Linked DNA regions of Rattus norvegicus: all the other regions are linked to region 1. The links are chromatin contacts, called in public Hi-C maps. All regions are on one chromosome and are shown on one strand. Each heading gives the region's core, a stretch centred on a gene start, on an enhancer-like site or on the middle of the called end of the contact. The rest is flanking DNA. Distances are from core to core; before and after follow the strand shown. Region 1 holds the start of Rwdd4 (RWD domain containing 4). Region 2 has its middle 17 kb from the start of Cdkn2aip. Region 3 holds the start of Ing2 (inhibitor of growth family, member 2).

Region 1 (2,678 bases), core at 89-2,588:
CATCTACATTGTCAGAACATTTTAAGGAACACAGTCAAAATAAACAGCAAATTACTACATCTCTACTACTATACAAGGAGTCTACTGCGACATAAGATTTTTTTTCTATGGGATGGGATTTCTGGAACTACTCCTTTGAACCAGGTTAGTCTCAAACTCTGAAATCGGCCTGCCTGCTGCCTCCCGAAATCCTGGGATTAAAGGCGACCACCTAGAGATTTATCTTCTAATCCTTATTCTACCACACTCACCAAACCGCCCAAGGGTGCTCGAGCACTGTTGACACTTTGCTTTCTCACCTGGACACATTATAGAGTTAGAAAGTTAAATGACAAATAATTTGGGCTGGGGATTTAGCTCAGTGGTAGAGCGCTTACCTAGGAAGCGCAAGGCCCTGGGTTCGGTCCCCAGCTCCGAAAAAAAAAAGAACCAAAAAAAAAAAAAAATGACAAATAATTTATAGTACCTATTCCTTCCGAGTCTATACCAATATATTTTGCAAAACGAACAAACAAAAAAAACCCACCACCACCACCATTACCAACAAAACCCAAAGCACAAACTACAAGATTAGGATTGATATGTGGATGCTCAAAACATTGTATATCTACTCAACAACAGAATGACTGCAGACTTCACTAAGCATCAGGGACTGAAACCAAAACACAGGGTCATTCATTTTTCTCCAGAGATTTTACTTACTCAACCCTTTCTACGAAACCACAAGTTTTAAAATTTAAAGGTGTTCAGATTTTAAGACAGAATAACTGGACACACAAGCGCTAAGCCACAAAAGGGATTTAAGGATGGCCAAGTGCACTAGGGTCGTGGACCAAGGACACTCATCTTAGCAAGAAAATCTAAGGAGACCTTCGGGTTGAAAAAAAAAAAAAAAGACAAATAAGGGAAACGGGAGGTTTAGTCTCACGTGATCCATTCATGCTTGCTGGCCATACGGTTGTCCAGTGCTATCTGGCAGGCGATCCACCAACGTGGGACATCCGGACAGGCAATGAAGGCTCTCAGAGCGAAGGACATGTGCGAAGTCCGGGTGCACCACGTTGGGACCTGGGCCGAGACAGAGGTGACCAGTCCTGGGTTCTCACCTCCTGATCCTCGTTGGCACCCATCGCTCCGGGCGCTCGGCGTTCGCTACCGCGAAGAACGGGCGGGCAGCGGGCGGGAGGCCGAGGCACCCCGTTTCCGCGCCTCGGTCTAGGGAAACCTTCCTTGCAGCCGTGGGTACGACCTCGCGCACTCCCGATCCTCGGCAGCTCCAAGCCACCGGCAATCGGCTTTGGGCCGGGAACCAAGGATCGCGTTAAGTGCAATCGGGAACCAGGATCACGTTAAGGGACACCTAGACCTCTGACCAGCTACTGATGGGCGGTAACGAGGAAGCCCCGCCCCCTCTCACGATCGCTTCTCCTATTGGCTTCTTCTTTTTCCGCCCCCAACTCCTTCTCCTCTAGGAAATGGAACACCTTCCTAACAAGAAACCCCGTTCTATTCCAGGACTGGTGTGCGGTACTGTCACTCAAGCCCAGGAAGTGCTTCCTGTGCCAACGGAGGCGGGGAAAAGGAAGTCTCGCCTTCTGCCGCCCGGTCTGGGGCTGGGGCTGTCGGTTGTCGGTGGCCGTGTTCCTAGACGCCCCTCCCTGACTCTCCTGGCTCTTTCGGGGCCGACGGAGACTCGCCGCGGCTGCAGCGGGTCCAGGGCCTGGGTGAGTTGAGCCCAGAAACCTTCCAGGCCATCCCGACTGGTTTAGTGGCCTGAGTGTCCCCTTGGCGTTTCTCCTTCACCTGCAAAGAAGAACGCACTTATTTCTAGCGAGGTGGGAATGGTGGAGGAAAATTGTCAGTTTCTAGGACTTTGAGGTTATTCTCCTTGCCCAGTTGCAGCTACTAGCGTCGAATGCTGCGACCCTAGGGACAGTCTTTTCGTTCATTTGATCTTTTTGCAGGTGGGCGTCTGTCAATCCTTGCTTGCTAGCCCGTGTCTTGCATCCCGAACCACCTGTTTATTGATATCCGTCTTCTTTAGTAGTTACTTTGATTGAGTTAGCTTGTTTCTCTTCTACGATAGCTTGCACTAACCAGGTGATCTGGTGCTGAGCACTTACTTTGTACTTTTATATGTTCCCTCCCTGTCAATAGTTTGCTTGACATATATTGACAATAGTTACTCCATTATTTTCCAGGAAGCGATTTATTTCCTGTGTGTCATTGAAATCTATTCAGTCAGCACTTGTCCTGTACCATCCCTTTTTAAATTTCCCTACAGCATAGGCAGGACCATTGCAAGTGCCAACGCTTGTAAGGTAGAATAAGGCAGGGATGGCTGGTGCAGTTTTCATGATGTTGTTGGAACAGATTTGCAGTAATCAAGAGCTACACTGTCAGTAGCCAAGAAGGGGCTATAGACACTTGAAATCGGCTAATCTGAACTGAGGCGTGCTGTTCCTGTACAATACACACAGGGTTTGGGTTTGAAGACGATACACAAATAGGTTTTTACAAGTTCATGGGTTACTTACGATGTTTGGGAAATATTTTCGGCTAAAATAGAATATGTCTAAAATCCCCCATCTTTCTATTTCTTTTTTGCCGGGTGGGTGGGGGACTCTCTTTGAGATCTCCATAGCCCTGGCTGCCCTGAAATTGCCCTATGGACTGGG
Region 2 (2,678 bases), core at 128-2,627, 180 kb before region 1:
TATGATTGCACAATGCCTTGACTTACTTATAAAAAATCATGCTCCACCAGGGGTGCAGCAAAACCACTTAGAATTCAGAACTAGTCCTGTAGTGGCGTGGATGACAATGGCCCCCATGTGCTAGAATACTTAGCCTTGGGGTGGTGGAATTGTTTAGGAAGGATTTAGAGTTATGGCCTTGTTGGAGGAAGGGTGTTGCTAGAGATAGAGACTGAGGTTACAAAAGACTCTGCTGAGCCAGTCTCTTAGTTCTCCCATGAACTCAATCCTATTAGTTCCAGGTAAACTGGGCATCAAACAATGTGTTTCAAGCCTATTATCTCATTTTGCCTGACTCTCCCTTATTATCTTCCAGTCCCCAGCATCCATGGGGACTTTAGCTAGCAATAACTGAGTGTCCTTGATGATTCGTATAAACCAATCTAGCAGCAACTCACTTCCCTCATGCCTCAGAGAAAGCAGTCTTTGTTTCAGGAGAGGATGGGTAGTTATATTACTTAGTTCCTCTGTTTCTGTGGTACTTAGACGGTTTCCATCCATTTACAGTCTCATAAACCAGGCTGTGAAAATGTTCCTCTAGCTTAAAAAGTCTTTCCCAATTCAAGCACTTCAGAGGTAGAATATTCCTTGGCCTTCAGAGTTTCCTGTCCCAGGTCATTACCAAAGCCCTCATCTGTATCCCAGATTGCGGATTTTCTCTTCTTCAGTATTAAGGAGCAGACCCGAGGAATATCTTCTCTCACTTCTGCCCTGCTTTCTCCTTCTTCACCATCCGATCCTTCCCATGGGTTCTATGCTTTTGGATCTCAAGAGGAACTCTGTGCTCTCTTTATACTTCCCCGTCCTCCTCCAGATGTAAGAAACAGCCAGACCCTCCATTTCATCCAATTTTCTTGACAAATCAGGGGACAATATGGAGGATGTTGCCCATACATCCCTTTCCCTTTTAGACATTGCCCTTACATGAGCTCAGAACCATCTTGTCCTCAGTTGTAAGTCCCTTTATGCTCAGCAGCAGCCACACCAACATGACAGCTCTTCAGCAAATCTTGTCCCATATATGATCCCCTCATGGACGGCAATGTATTCTCTTGTCATTCAGTCATTTTGGGGGCATCCTTACACTCACATGGTGGACCTCACTCACCGTGACATCCTCTCCATGACCCTCTAATGTGGCTTAGCCATTTCAGTTGACTGTCTTGCTATCTATAGCAACACTTATGCCACCATCGTGGTAGCAAGAAGGCACACCATCATGTTGAACATGGCAAGGGTGGTCATATTGAATTACACAAATACTCCAACCTCAGTTGCATACTTTGCTACCTAGAACAAGGGCTGGGCAATGACCCTTTCCAGGTTGCTCTTTGTTTTGTTATACCCTGCATTTTGGTGCAGCGATGGTGTCTTAGTGTGCTTTCTGTTGATCTGATAAACCCTTCTGACCAAAAGCATCTCGGGGGAGAAAGAGTTTATTTGGTCTACACTTCCACACCACAGTCCATCTATGAGGGAAATCAGGGCAGGAGCTCATGCAGGAACCTAGAGGCAGAATCTGATGCAGAGGCCATGAAGGGACGCCACTCACAGGCTTTTTCCTCATGGGTGGCTCTGCTTGCTTTCTTATATAACCCAGGACCATCAGCCCAGGAATATCGCTAGCCACAGTGGGCTGGGCTCTCAGCCCTCCCACAACAATAGTTTATCACGAAAATACACTATAGACTTACTCAGAGACCAATCTGATGGATGTGTTTTCTTAACTGAGGATCGCTATTTCCAAATAACTTCGGCTTAGTCAAGTTGACAAAGAGAAGAAAAAAAGAAAAGTACAGATGGCTAGTTTTAAATACCAGCTTGTCAGAACCTAGAATCACTGGAATTTTTGTTGAATAATCCAGGGCTTGTGGGTGTGGCGTTATCCACCCATGCAGAATGGCTCAGCTCAAAATTCTTTTTTTAAAAAAGTACATTTTAGAGTTAAGTAACGAGGATCCATAAGTCTTCTCATGTATCTTTAGTTTTACATAAACGATGTGTGTATGTGTGGGGGGTGTGGGGGTGGTCGTGCATGTTCACACATGTGGAGGTCAGAAGACAACCTTCTGGAGTCAGGTCATCAAGGTTGAGGCCTTGGTGAGCCATTTTGCCCCTGATCTCCTGCTTAAATCTTTCTACCTTCTCCTTTCTCCCATCTCTTCATCCTGGTCTTGACTTAAGTCTTTCCTTTTCCAGTACCGCCTCCCCACCCCCACCCCCACCTTCTAATTTCCTATCGCGTATGTTCTGCTAGCCCTTTCTCTCCTATGGCCTCTTCTCCCCTCCCTCTGAGGAGCTCTTTCTAGTTTCTTGATCTCTGTAGACACTTCAGAATTAAATCTAAAAATGAGAAGCCGGGATCTGCACGTGAAAGAGGACATACAGAGTCTATCCTTCTGGGCCTGAGTTACTTGGTGAGGCTCTAGCTCCGCCCAGTTTCCTGGGAATAGCTTCATTAACGCATTCTTGCTGATCGCATTGTCTAGCTATTGAATGGCCACGGATGGGCAAGTGTCTCTGGGGTAGGGTACAGACCCCTTTGGGTTCATGTCCTGGGATGGCATAACTGGTCATACGGTAGGTCTTTTGGTTTTATGAGAAATGCCCACACTCATCTTTATTTATCCACACTAATT
Region 3 (2,678 bases), core at 127-2,626, 160 kb before region 1:
ATTCCGCGTTGTGTTTTACGAATCCAAATTTTCACTTAGACCCGGACCTAGATTTCCCTTGGCAAACACCTGCTTTGCATATAGCACTTCGCAAGTGTTCGGAACAGGCCGTGCAACAGGTACAGCGCTGCAAACCAGGCAAGAGCACCCCAAACTCATCTCTCTGGCCTTTTCTTACTCAGAGACTCTGCTCCCATGGGGGTTTACACAAGCGTTGCATCAAAATTCGGTGAGTACTCTTACTTATACCTATTTCTGGGGAAACAAAAACAAAAACCAAACAGCTCACATATTTATATACATTCCGGAAGTCTATCCGTAATTACAGTTAGCTCCTCCTCCTGGCATTTCACTGATGGTACTGGGAGAGTAAGGCGGCTAACCAACCGCTCACACAGACAGCACCGCACTCGGTGGCTGATCCGATTTTTAATCCCATCTGCACGGCTCCCCTGCTGGTTAGTGGTGAAGCCGAGTGAAAATACAGTGCCGCGCGCGTGTGTGTAGTGAAAAATACAGTGTCGTCTGTGTGTATGTGTGCGTCTCTCATTCTGCGGCCACGCCAAGTCCTCCCTGGTGTGTGATGCCTAAGCGATTCGACCTATGGAAACAGTGTCCTTAAGGTGGTTTGGGGTCGGGGGACAGGGCGGGGCGCAGTCTTGTCACCTTCTCCCTAAACCAAACTCTAAGGCGCGCGGGGAGGGGAGCCGACCCTGCGAGCCACCCTGGAGCTGGGGGGAGGGGACCGCATGCGAGGCGGGAATCGGCATTTAAAAACCGAGGGCAGGGGGCGCACCGCCTACCTCCGCGGTCGGCCCCGGTACTCCGGGAGCCTGGCGGCGACCGGAGCACAACCGTGGCCGCGGGGCGCTCGGCGGGAAGTCGCCGCGCATGCCCGGAGCCGCGCCCGCTGCACCCTGGGTCGCTTTAGTTCTCTCAGGCCTCACTCGGCCAGCAGCGCCCAGGGGCCGCTCGCTGCTGTCTTGGAGGCTCGCGAGGGAGGCGCTGGATCCGCCAGATGGAGGCAAGGTCGGTAACTCGGGACCGAGCGAGCCGAGCAGAAGCTTCCTCTCCCTCCAGGGTCCAGAAAACGAGAGAGCGGTCGCCTGGCCTCTCGGGGGCAACCGTCAGAGTTTGGGCGAAGGGGCAGGCTCAGCCATGCGGCCCCTTTAAGAGGGGGCGGGGCGCAGCCTGCCGTTTGGCCGCCCTCCGCACCCTCCCCCCGCCCCAGGCGAGAGTTGACAGACCAATCGCCCGGGTGGCGCAGGGAAGGCGGGAGAATGCGAACTCTTCGGTAGGGCGATAGGGGCGGGGCCCCAGCCTTATTAGGAGTGAGTGCTGCGCAGGCGCAGATGCGGCCTCTGGCCAAGGGGCGGGGGCAAGTCCACTGAGACTCCGACAGGCAAGGAGGCTGATAGCGAGGCGAGAGGATAGCGAGGGTCTTGTCACGGGGATCCGGGCGACCGGGCAGCTCTGGTGGTGTCTGGGGAGTCCCAGGGGGGACAGCCAGTGTCACCGCCCGGGAGCCCGGCGCCGTCGGCCGCGGGGAACCCCGCTGCTCTCTCCCAGCGAGGGAGGGGGCCGGAGGGAGCCCCGGTCTCGCCCCGCCCTTGGGCTTGTTACCGCGGGGGCGGGGAGTAAGGGTTTCTTCTGGGGGGAGTGGAGATCGGGGGACTCGGCGGTGCCCTCTCGAGCGGCGGCCGTGTCCCCGCGGCGCCGGGCTGCCGAGCGGAGGAGCGGCGGTCGTGGCTGTTGCATGTGTGGCTGCTGGATGCGGAGGCGGCGGCGGCGGCGGCGGCGAGGAGCAGCAGCGGCGGCAGGATGTTAGGGCAGCAGCAGCAGCTGTACTCGTCGGCCGCGCTCCTGACCGGAGAGCGGAGCCGGCTGCTCACCTGCTACGTGCAGGACTACCTGGAGTGTGTGGAGTCGCTGCCCCACGACATGCAGAGGAACGTGTCGGTGCTGCGGGAGCTGGACAACAAATACCAAGGTACTTTCCCTCTCTCGGGTGTAAGTGTGCGCGAAGTGCACCGAGCGATCTGGTGTGTAGGACCGGGAGAGGGTCCTGCACAACACACTCGCGGCCCTCCCTGTCCCGGCTGCGGCTGACTAGGACTTCCGAGGACCGCCCGTCAGCCCCCGCTGCAGCTCTGGCGGCTGGCTGCAGCTGCCGCGGACCGGGAATCAGCCATTTTAAGCGAGCATTTGTTCCGGTGCCTGCCGGCTGGGTGCCGCACTCTGTCCTGCCCGGGGCTGGCGAATGTGCAGCAGCGGGACGCGGGCTGGACTAGGTGCTGGGCCTGCTTGCCCCTTGCCCGCTGGGCTTCCTCCCTCTGCGAGCAGATGCATTGGAACGTATGGGGGGAGGGGGAGAGAGGACGGCGAAGGTGGACTCCGGAGATGCACCCCCCCCACCGCCTCCCGGCGTGGCGCGGGACTGGGACAGTCTGTGCTTCCCTTTCGCCCCGGGGAAAGTTCCGGGCCGCCCGGTGCCTCAGCTCTTCCTCTGCTATTGCCCAATGGTTAAAGGGGGAGGGGTCCCCCGCAGGGCCGGGCGGAGAAGGGGTGTGTGTCTGTGTGTGTCTGTGTGTCCGTGTGTGTGTCTGTGTGTCTGTGTGTCTGTGTGTGTGGCGGGGAGGGCCCAGCCTAGGGGCGGGGCCTGCAGGTGTGACGTCGTA

Evidence for each region. Hi-C and Micro-C count contacts between places; a contact is called where the count stands out from the background.
Region 2: a contact with region 1 is called in a Hi-C map of prefrontal cortex, with 5 times the contacts expected there. The contact joins the enhancer-like site here to the promoter of Rwdd4 in region 1. A contact is called at or near these places in 5 of 12 Hi-C or Micro-C datasets (the A7r5 cell line, frontal cortex, hepatocytes and 2 more).
Region 3: a contact with region 1 is called in a Hi-C map of liver, with 2.4 times the contacts expected there. The contact joins the promoter of Ing2 here to the promoter of Rwdd4 in region 1. A contact is called at or near these places in 9 of 12 Hi-C or Micro-C datasets (the A7r5 cell line, Schwann cells, frontal cortex and 5 more) and 1 of 1 datasets of contacts at active chromatin or transcription factors (oligodendrocytes).

Annotation. Positions count from the first base shown.
Region 1 is chr16:51,464,380-51,467,057 of GRCr8, forward strand. It overlaps Rwdd4 (RWD domain containing 4), which reads right to left and starts at 1,339. Exons shown (of 8, transcript NM_001034994.1): 1 at 1,107-1,339. The coding sequence starts at 1,130. Trappc11 (trafficking protein particle complex subunit 11) reads left to right here and starts at 1,476. Exons shown (of 30, transcript NM_001169115.1): 1 at 1,476-1,724.
Region 2 is chr16:51,284,479-51,287,156 of GRCr8, forward strand. No RefSeq gene overlaps it. Among named protein-coding and RNA genes, the nearest start is that of Cdkn2aip, 17 kb to the left of the region's middle. Within about 2 kb of position 1,378, at least 8 of the 93 cell types and tissues checked have an H3K27ac peak or open chromatin away from gene starts, as enhancers often do.
Region 3 is chr16:51,306,916-51,309,593 of GRCr8, forward strand. It overlaps Ing2 (inhibitor of growth family, member 2), which reads left to right and starts at 1,377. Exons shown (of 2, transcript NM_001106083.1): 1 at 1,377-1,990. The coding sequence starts at 1,822. LOC134482502 (a long non-coding RNA gene) reads right to left here and starts at 936. Exons shown (of 2, transcript XR_010058702.1): 1 at 804-936.